3 separate regions of the Ovis aries genome follow, and regions 1 and 3 are each linked to region 2. The links are chromatin contacts, called in public Hi-C maps. All regions are on one chromosome and are shown on one strand. Each heading gives the region's core, a stretch centred on a gene start, on an enhancer-like site or on the middle of the called end of the contact. The rest is flanking DNA. Distances are from core to core; before and after follow the strand shown.

Region 1 (3,035 bases), core at 481-2,980, 260 kb after region 2:
CCAACAGTATCGGTTCTTTGGTGAGGTGTCTGTTCAGCTCTTTGGCCCATTTTAAAATCAGGTTGTTCTCTTACTGTTAGGTCTTAAGAGTTCTTTGTATATTTCAGATTACAGTCCTTTATCAGATGTGTCTTTTGCAAACATTTCTCCCAGACTGTGTTTAGTAGAGAAGAAAATTTTCATTTTAATGAAGTCCAGTTTATCAGTTGTTTCATTAATTGTGCTTCTGGTGTTGTACCGAAAAAGTCATTGCAAGGTCATCTGGGTTTTCTCCTCTGTTACCTTCTAGAAATCAGTTTTGTGGGGGTTTTCGTTTGTTTGGTTTGATTGTAAGACATATGGGATCTCAGTAACCCAACCCAGGATTGAACCCAGGTTGCATCAGTGAAAGCCCAGAATCCTAACCACTAGGCCACCAGGGAGTGCTCCAGTTTTGTTTCCCATTCAGGTCTGTGATCCATCTTGAGTTGATTTCCATGAAGGGTGTAAGATCTGTGTCCAGATTCACTTTCTTGCGTGTGGACGCCCAGGTGTTCCAGCAACATCTATTAAAGAGACCATCTTGGCTTCACCCATTGCCTTTGCCCCTTTGTCAAAGGTCAGCTGACTGTATTTATAGGGGTCTCTCACGTCTTTGGTGCTGGTATTAGCCTCTTCAGTTCCTCCAGGAAATTGTTCTATTTTGATCACGGTCCTGGTGGGAACGGAGTTTCTCAAGCTCCCCTCTGGCTCTTGCTACGGTAACAGCTCTGCTGGTCAAGAAGCCAGTGTGAGCATTCTGCCAGCAGCCAAGTGACCCTGTCCCAGATGGACCTGGGAATGGTCTGGGGCCAAACCGCTGCCTGTCCCTCAGCCTTCGCTCTGAAAACAGGACCATAATGATGTGGCAGTGCACCTCCGCCTCCCCCCAGGCAGCAGTGTCAGTTCAGATATCATGTCTATAGGCCTCAAAAAGTCTATTCCCGTTTCCCCAGGGCACCGTTGACCCTGACAGAGGCCACCAACTCCTCCGGGGCTGGCAAGGGAATGCCAGCCTGGGGAGAGCTCTTGGAGAGGCTTTGCAGGGCCTCCACCAAGGGCGTCTGGCATTCTCTCCCAGCAGCTGTGAGTCTTTGACCTTGACTTTTGTCTGAAAAGTGGGTGAAAGAATGGTGGCTGATGTCCGATTTCGGGTGGATGGAGCCTGCCCTGCCTCTCGCCCTGGGGTTTCTGCATCCTGACTGTCCCCCTGACTGCTGCCTATGGCGATAGCCTCCTGGCCCCACAGTCCACTGCTGTTGCTCAGCCTCTTCGGTTCTGGGCTCCCATCTCCCATTGACCTGAGGACAGCCCACTGGCCTCCCAGCACCAGCCCAGCCTGCAGAGGGTGAGGTCACGGGTGTTTCTCATTGTTTGATGCAGGGCTCTCCTCTGAACCCTCACAGGGGGAGGCTTAAACAAATAAGCGTTGTTGGGCCGCCGTGGGTCTCTTCCCGGAGCTCACCTGCACCTCCCTGCTCCATCTTCTCAGCCCCTGACGCTCCTTACTGGCCTGGGTGCAGCAAAGGGGGCTTCGGGCGAGGTCATCATGATTCAGAAAGACCGCTCCCGGCGGGCAAGGCGGAAGGAGGCATCCTGGCGCGCATGGCCGGCTGCGGGAGCCGGCAGGTGTGGCCGCTGCCCGGCAGCGCCAGAGCAGAGGGGCGTCGAGCAGGCGGGCGGCGCTGCGCTGCCGCCGCCTCCCGCGCCCCCTGCTGGCGGGATAAACGGAGCGTCCGCAGGGCCTGCATCACTGGGCGTCCAGGCCCGGGGCTGGCGGCCTCCGCACACGCTGCCTCCGCACGCGTGTGAGCTCCCTCCGCGCAGTGCGGGGGTCGTCCGCTTTGCCTGCCCGCAGGTCCTTCTGCCATAGGAGCGGCCGTGTCTCAGCTCGTGGTCTTTGTGAATCAGGAATCCAGGCACAGCTCGGCCAGTGTCTTCTGGGCGTGATAAGCCCCACTTTGACCAGTGGACACGGCAGTGTTTGGGGGCCCTGGAAACTGGTTCAGAACCAGAGCTTAGTCCCCAGTGTCTGCCTGCTGTCCTTCCTCCAGGGCCTGGTAACCCTAGTCAGTGGACCGGGGCCTCTGGGAGGCTGGAAGGCAGATCTGTGCACACCGACGTGGGTCTTGGGCCCTGTCCTGAAGGGACGCTGGCTTCCCTTTCAGCCGCAGGTGCGAATTTGATTCACTGTGATTTCTGCGCTTCTCACCCCGTTACTGGCATCTCATGTCTCTCCCACGGCTAGGGAGCTGGGTGCCAGGTCAAGGACAGAAACGCGACCAAGTATACTGCGTGCACGTGTCGCTAGGGTCTGTTTCCTGGCACCTTCTGGTGCCTGTCAGAGTGTTTATTTTAAAAATATTTATTTATTTGGCTGCGCTCATTTGCTGACTTCTACATTTGATGTCGCTATAAAATGTCCCAGGAGAGCACAGTTGGATTTATTTCCTACTTGGGTGCTTGAATAACGTTTTCCTTAAGGGCCAGCAACTTAAATAGGACGTATCCGATGCCAGCTGTTCTGCTCCCTGGTGTATTCTTTGTCCTTTTTGTCTTAAGATTCATTTCAGAAAATTTTGCGTGTTTTATCTCTAAATACTTTCCCCATCACTAGACTCCACATTCCAGAGACACTAAGTCATTGTCCTCACTGTGCCCTCACCTGCGTGCCCGACTCTGCACCACGCGGGCTTGGTTTCTGGCTGCTCTTGCTGTAGTTGTTGGCCTGCAGAACTGAGAATTGTCTTCCATCTTTTCTGTGATGACTCTAAAATCTGTCTCCTCGTTCCGTTTTTTCCCTCTTGTCTTTGATCCCTTGAATTTCTGTTTTTATTGAGCTCCTCCCCAGCTTGCGGTGCCTGTGGAGAGCAGGCTCCTCTGCTTGTTTTCCCCAGTCTCCTGAATGCCGCATCGTCTGGCAGCGCGTGTACACCTTCTCCCTGCCCTTTCCTTCACGCTGAGCCTGGCAGCTGGGTCCGCTGCTCCTCTGCTCTCTTAGTTCTTGCTCAATCAAG
Region 2 (2,765 bases), core at 35-2,534:
CTTAGTTGCTTCATGGTATGTGGCATCTTCCTGGACCAGGGATCAAACCTGTGTCCTCCGCATAGGCAGATGGGTTCCTAGCCACTGCGCCACCAGGGGAGTCCCGGACCTCATGCTTCTGCACCTGGAATTCTGCTTTCTAACTGAGGCCTTATCTGCTGACTTCCCCCTCAGCAGGATGAAGCTTCAGCTTCTCTCACCCACTTCTTCACCCTTCCCCTCTCTCCTCCTCCTAACAGAAACTCCTTATCATGGTCCTCTATGGTCAAGCTGCCAGGACAACCTGAAATACACAGCTAAGTCAGGTCATATTCTGTGTTACATTTTATTTTCCTCGGAGTTAACAATTACCTTATTTTTCTGTTACTATTGTTTCAGATGGCCAGGGTTAGCCAAAGAGCTTAGCTTACAGGATTTAGCTCTGGGGAAAGCCAGGCTCTGGCTTGGCCATTTGGGGAGGGGCCCAGGGCTCTGCACCGAGGCATGGCAGGGACCCTGGGGAGATGGTTACTATGGACAAGGCTGGAAATTTATCAGAACTTGAAGATTTGCTATGGCTACTGCATATGCTCTGGTGTTCCTGCCCCTGCTCTTCGGTGAGGTGAGCCCCACATGAAATCTGAGTGCGTTCCAGAGTTGCCATAACTAGAGAAATTATTAAGGGCCTGGGGTAACTCTGCAGGGAGAGCAGGTTAGGGAGAGTTCGGTTCTGGAGGCAGGCTGGTCCCGGGAGGTAAGTCAGTTCTAGATGTAGGTGGTGAAAGTAAGATGATTCTGGAAGCAGGTTGCCGAGGGGGGTTCTGGAGTGTGGGCTCCAGAGGCAGGTTCCGGAGGAAGGTTCTGGAAGCGGTTTCTGGAAGTGTGACAATGGACGGCACCGCACTGGGGCCACCAGGCCAGAGTCTGGGTCCCCGAGCGGAGACAGAAAAGCGGACCTTAAGGGCTGCACGGGCGCTCGTGCCAGGAAATCCGTTAACAAGCCATCGCGGGTGTTTTCTTCGGACTAGCCCTGCGGAGGCCCCGCCGCCCGGCGGGTGGAACCCCGGCTGCCCCTGGGCTGTGCGCGGCGCCTTGTTTCTCCCTTTTCCGCCGGCCGGCGGTTGCCAGGGGCGACCGCATTCCCCTGGGGCTCCGCGGACACGAGTGGGCAGGGCCTGGCTTCGAGAACCACCTCCCTCACGCTCTGGTTGGCCAGCGCTGCTGTCCGTCGGAGTCGCCGCGGCCGCCGATTGGGCAGCGGGAAGTTTCGCACGCTCGGCGGCCTGCGCCCCGCCCCTCCTGCCGGCGGGGCCGCCACCCCCAGGAGAGGGCAGTGAGGAGTCCGTTGCTCCGGGGGTCCCTGCGCTGGCGACGGCCTCCAGGCGGACGCGGCCCGAGCAGCGGGCGGCGATGGTCCCCGAGGACAGATCGGACGGCCCGGGAGCCGGCGAGGAGAGCGCCCGGCTGCAAGCGGGCCCCATCCGCAAGGTGGGAGCGCTCGGCGGCCGGCGGCCGGCGGCCGGGGGGCGCCGGGAGGTGGGTTCCCAAACCCGGCCGCTCCTGTTGCCCGCTGCCGCGGGCGAGCGCTCGGCTGCGGGATCGGCACTGGTTTCTCGCGCCGCTGGACTCCGGGGCGAAACGTCGCGTAAGGTGGGCTTAACGGTGGGGAACTGGGGCCCCGTGCGGAGCCAGAGCCCGGCCGCTGGACTCCTGTCTAGTGCGTTTGGGGGACGCCTCCTGCGTCGACCGGAGCAGGTCGGAGCGCAAGTCCAGCTTGTGGTTTCTGGGAACAACACTCCAGGACCCTCATCTCTGGCAGGCGCTGGACTCTGGTCAGTGACAGCCCGTGGCCTTCGTGTCTGTTCCTGGCATGTCATTCCCCCTTTCCTAGCTGTTCCCTCTCTCCTAGGGCTGTTCAGCTGTGCCCTGGCCACCCAGCTCTGTGTTTGATGGAACTTTTAGCAACAGGTGGCTGATGCACCCGGGTACAGGAAATGGCTGGAGGATTTCCCAGCAGGTGGTTTCTCCCGCCTCACTTCCCCGCACCTCTGTCCCTTCCTGAAACCCCTGATCCCGCGGGGGCTGTGGACTGTGGACTGTTTCCAGGACTGAAAAGCTGTGCAAGGGAGGAGGGTGGAGACATGTGAGTCTGTGTCTGGGGAGGATTCGTGCTCTGGTTGCCTCACCTTGCAGCCCGGGAGCCTGGCTGTTCCCTGGGAGTCACTGAAAGGCTTCCCAGGGTTTATGCCAGGCCTTGGGCATCCACACACGCGAGAGTTTTCAGGCCGGTGCCGCCAAGCGTAGCTGCACCTGCACCAGGGAGGGTGTGAGGCCTGGCCCCACCAACCATCTTGCAGTCTGTTACCAGGCCTGCGCTGGCCTAGTTCCTGGCACACTTAGCCAGTTCTGGCCACTGCCTCTGCCATTTCCTCCTGGGCTTCTGGGGGATCCATTAGACCAGTGCTGCCAGGGCTGGAGCAGGGAGGGCGTGGGAGAGGCTCGCTGCTCTTCTCCATCAGGTGGGGGTTCTTCCACACATGCACGAGCTGGCAGACCCCTTCACCACCCAGTGTGGAAATGGGGGTGAGCGCCACCCAGCACTGCAAACTGGGCCACAGTCGCACTTCCCGCCAAGTCATGCAGCCAGCCTGCGTCCTGGAGGGAGCGCTGGGGTCACGAGACCATGAGGGGTGCTGGCTGCAGGCCTCAGAGGGAACTATGGTCTCCCGCCTTCAAGCACATCTCTCCGGGGGCACGTGACATCGGACACCTGATGAGCTGTGTTG
Region 3 (2,931 bases), core at 252-2,751, 140 kb after region 2:
CTACCGCCAGCGCCTCCAGCTGGGATCCGGCTGAGCCCTTTAGCGCCCAAAGCAACTGCACCAGCACCTGTCCGTTCACACGCTGGTTCCGGCTCAGGCTGCGCCAGAGCTCAGCGGCCGCTCTGGGGGCATGGGGCATGTGAGACAGGGTCTGGGGCTGGGGTGAGGAGAGCCCCCAAATTGGGGAGGCAGCCACTAGGACTCCAGCAGGAGGAGGGAGGGTTAACTGCCCCCCACCCCACCCTGGCAATCCCTGAGGAGCAAGACGAGCGGCATCTGTGCAGACCACGTGGGACCCCAACGGGCCAGCAACAAGCCTGGCATCACGAACAGTCACCATGGGGAATGGAACCAGAGATAACTTTCCCTGGGGGCAGACTAACCAGAGCCAGGGGAGTTGGGGGTGCAGAAGCCACCCGGCTTGCTCAGGCGGGCACCCCCAGACAGGGAGAGAGAAGGCCAGGCTGCAGCCAGGAACCAGCAGAGGACCCGAGGTGGGAGGGGCAGCGGGAGGACGAGAGGGAGGAGGGGAGGGGAAAGGCTCCCTCCTCCGTCTGCCTGGGCCAGACTCCACGACCAAGCCGGAAGGGGGAAGGAAGCCGCGTGGGGCCCCGACGATGCGACGCGCGCCTGGTGGGGCGGGGCAAGTTACCGGTCCGGGGCCGGTGAGCAGCGCAGCAGTGCGAACACCACGTCCCGGGAGTGCTCCAGAGCCAGCGCGCTCAACACCCGCAGCGCCGCCCGCCGGGGCCGCCCCTCTGCCAGGTGGGGCACCTGCGCCAGCAGCCCCCGCACGAGCCCATGCACCTGGCATGGGAGGCGGCGGGCGGCGGTCAGGGCTCTGTGAGCCCTGCCCCCGCCAAGCAGGCACAGCTCATCCCGCCCCCCCAAGCCTTGGAGGGGCCGTGGGGAGGGGCCGGGGGCTCACCTGGTCCTCCAGCCTGTGCCCCCGCGCCTCCAGGGCTGAGGACAGGGTGAGCGCTGTCTCCTGGGTTCCCACAAAGCCAGCCTCTTCCAGGCAGGTGGCGGTGTACATGGCCAGGTCTGCGAGGGCCCCCTCCTCCCAGGAGCTCCGGGGAATCTGGGGGTGGAGGGGGGGCATGTGGAGCCCCCTTGTCTCTCTCACACTCTTCCTCCCTCCACAGAGCCTTTCTGCCATCTCCCAGCCCCCTCCCTCGTTACCTCCCCTTCCCCCCAGGCAGCCCTCCTGCTTACCAGCTGGGGCCCCTCGGGGGCTGGCTCCTGGGGAAGGGGCGGGGAGAGGGGCTCACCGCCAGCCGTGGGGATGGTGGTTGCCCTCCCGGGCTCCGCCACGGCAGGTTCAGGTTCAGGCTGGGGCTGAGGGCCTGGGGCAGGGGGTCCCGTGGGCTGCCCCCGGCTGGCCCGGATCCCTTCAGCCAGGGCTGTCAGGGTCAGGGCCCCCACGGGGGCCCCACGGGCAGGGCCCCACATGCCCCCAGCCATGGCCGTGGCACACGCCAAGCTTGTAGCACCTGTTGCTGGTCCTCCCAGGAAGTCGTGCCCAGGTCTGACCTAGAAGCAAGCCCCAGGCAGGCGGGACCAGGCGTGGTGGCGTGTGTGTATGTGTGTGTGTGTAGGGTGGAGGTGGGGAGCCATACAGAGGTGTCTCCAGGTGTGGTACCCGCCGGGGGCTTTGGGAGGGCCCTCCTGCCCAGGCTGCCTGCAGCCTGAGTGTCTGGGGTCCAGTTCTGCCCACCGGGCCCTAGGAAAGGGCCAAGCAAGGTCCCTGGGGGACAGAGGATCTGTCAGGGCAGGGAGTACAAGGGGGTGGTGGCAGGGAGGCGAGCCCTTGACCTGAACGCCAACCCTGCTGGGCAGGGAATCCTGGCAAGCGTGCACAGCTCTTGAGGGTCTGGCCCAGCCCTGAGCTGAGACCTCGCCTGACTCAGCCCTGAAAGGCAGTCGAGTCCCATGCTAGGCCTGGGCTGGGGCTGGGCTGTCCCCTCCGTGTTCCCACCTGACCGGACCTCCGGGAAGGGGATGGTCCGAGAGCTGCCGCCCCCTTTGAACTCAGAGCAGCCCTGGGGGTGGGCCAGCAGAAGAGGAGCTGCCCAGTGCCTCTGGTGCCCTCACAGGTGACTGACATCACTGGATGGGTCACTAGGGGAGGGTCTGGGTCCCAGCACCAGAATGCAAAGCTCAGAAGTGGTGACATGAGGGGGCCTTGGGCCTGGGTGTGTTCTGTTGTGTGCATGCTGGCAGGGGTGTGTGTATCTCTCTCCAAGCCCCCCTCTCCCCAGGAGGCCTGACCAGGCCTTTGTCCCAAATCCCCACTGTCATCCTCACCCAGCAACACAGTGGCCACTGCCCAGCCTGGGCTGGGGGAGCCAGAAGAGCTGGTCCTGCCAAATACCTGAGCAGCGGGAGAGCCCGGGGGCCATCCCCTGGACAGTCAGCATTCCCCCACGCCCTTGCTGGTTCCTCGAGCTGCCCACCTTCTGGACAAGAGACCGAGGCCTTGGCCCCCGTGTCCTGCAGAGCCTTGACACTCTCTCCTGGAACGGAAGCAGGTGGAGACCTGACAAGCCTGCTGCACAGAGGCGGGGCAGCCAGGACTTGGCCGGGTGCCCAGGGCGGGCCCCTGCTCCCTAACTTCCTCCCTGGCTCTGGTCAGGCAGGCCCCACCGCTCCAAGCCTTTCCTGGCACTTCGGGGGCAGCAGCTGGGTCCCCACGACCGAGGCCTGGTCCACACTGTGACACACCAGAGCCAAGAGGGAGCCGGATGGGGGGAGCCCAGGGGCACAGAGGCCCGTGGAGCCTGCCAGTAGCAGCGGCAGGGGACACCCAGGCCTCCCCTTGGGGAGGTGGAGGTATCCCAGCGAGCCTTCCCAGAGGGAATACCAGAGCCCCTCCAGCTGGCGCTTCAACCCCACCCTGTGGCTCCTGCCTCCAGCCACTCCCTCAGCTCT

What was found. A called contact is a pair of places that touch in the nucleus more often than the background predicts.
Region 1: a Hi-C map of hypothalamus shows a contact between it and region 2, with 2.3 times the contacts expected there. The contact joins the promoter of FAM83H here to the promoter of RHPN1 in region 2. A contact is called at or near these places in 3 of 16 Hi-C or Micro-C datasets (hypothalamus, liver and tail adipose tissue).
Region 3: a contact with region 2 is called in a Hi-C map of hypothalamus, with 3 times the contacts expected there. The contact joins the promoter of MROH6 here to the promoter of RHPN1 in region 2. A contact is called at or near these places in 7 of 16 Hi-C or Micro-C datasets (blood, hypothalamus, liver and 3 more).

Annotation. Positions count from the first base shown.
Region 1 is chr9:13,970,613-13,973,647 of ARS-UI_Ramb_v3.0, reverse strand. It overlaps FAM83H (family with sequence similarity 83 member H), which reads right to left and starts at 1,730. Exons shown (of 7, transcript XM_042253957.2): 1 at 1,484-1,730. All of the region lies in intron 3 of IQANK1 (IQ motif and ankyrin repeat containing 1), which reads left to right.
Region 2 is chr9:14,225,443-14,228,207 of ARS-UI_Ramb_v3.0, reverse strand. RHPN1 (rhophilin Rho GTPase binding protein 1) reads left to right here and starts at 1,284. Exons shown (of 15, transcript XM_042253969.1): 1 at 1,284-1,467. The coding sequence starts at 1,390.
Region 3 is chr9:14,090,319-14,093,249 of ARS-UI_Ramb_v3.0, reverse strand. MROH6 (maestro heat like repeat family member 6) reads right to left here and starts at 1,501. Exons shown (of 14, transcript XM_027973348.2): 1 at 1,216-1,501; 2 at 929-1,081; 3 at 653-807; 4 at 5-122. The coding sequence starts at 1,464.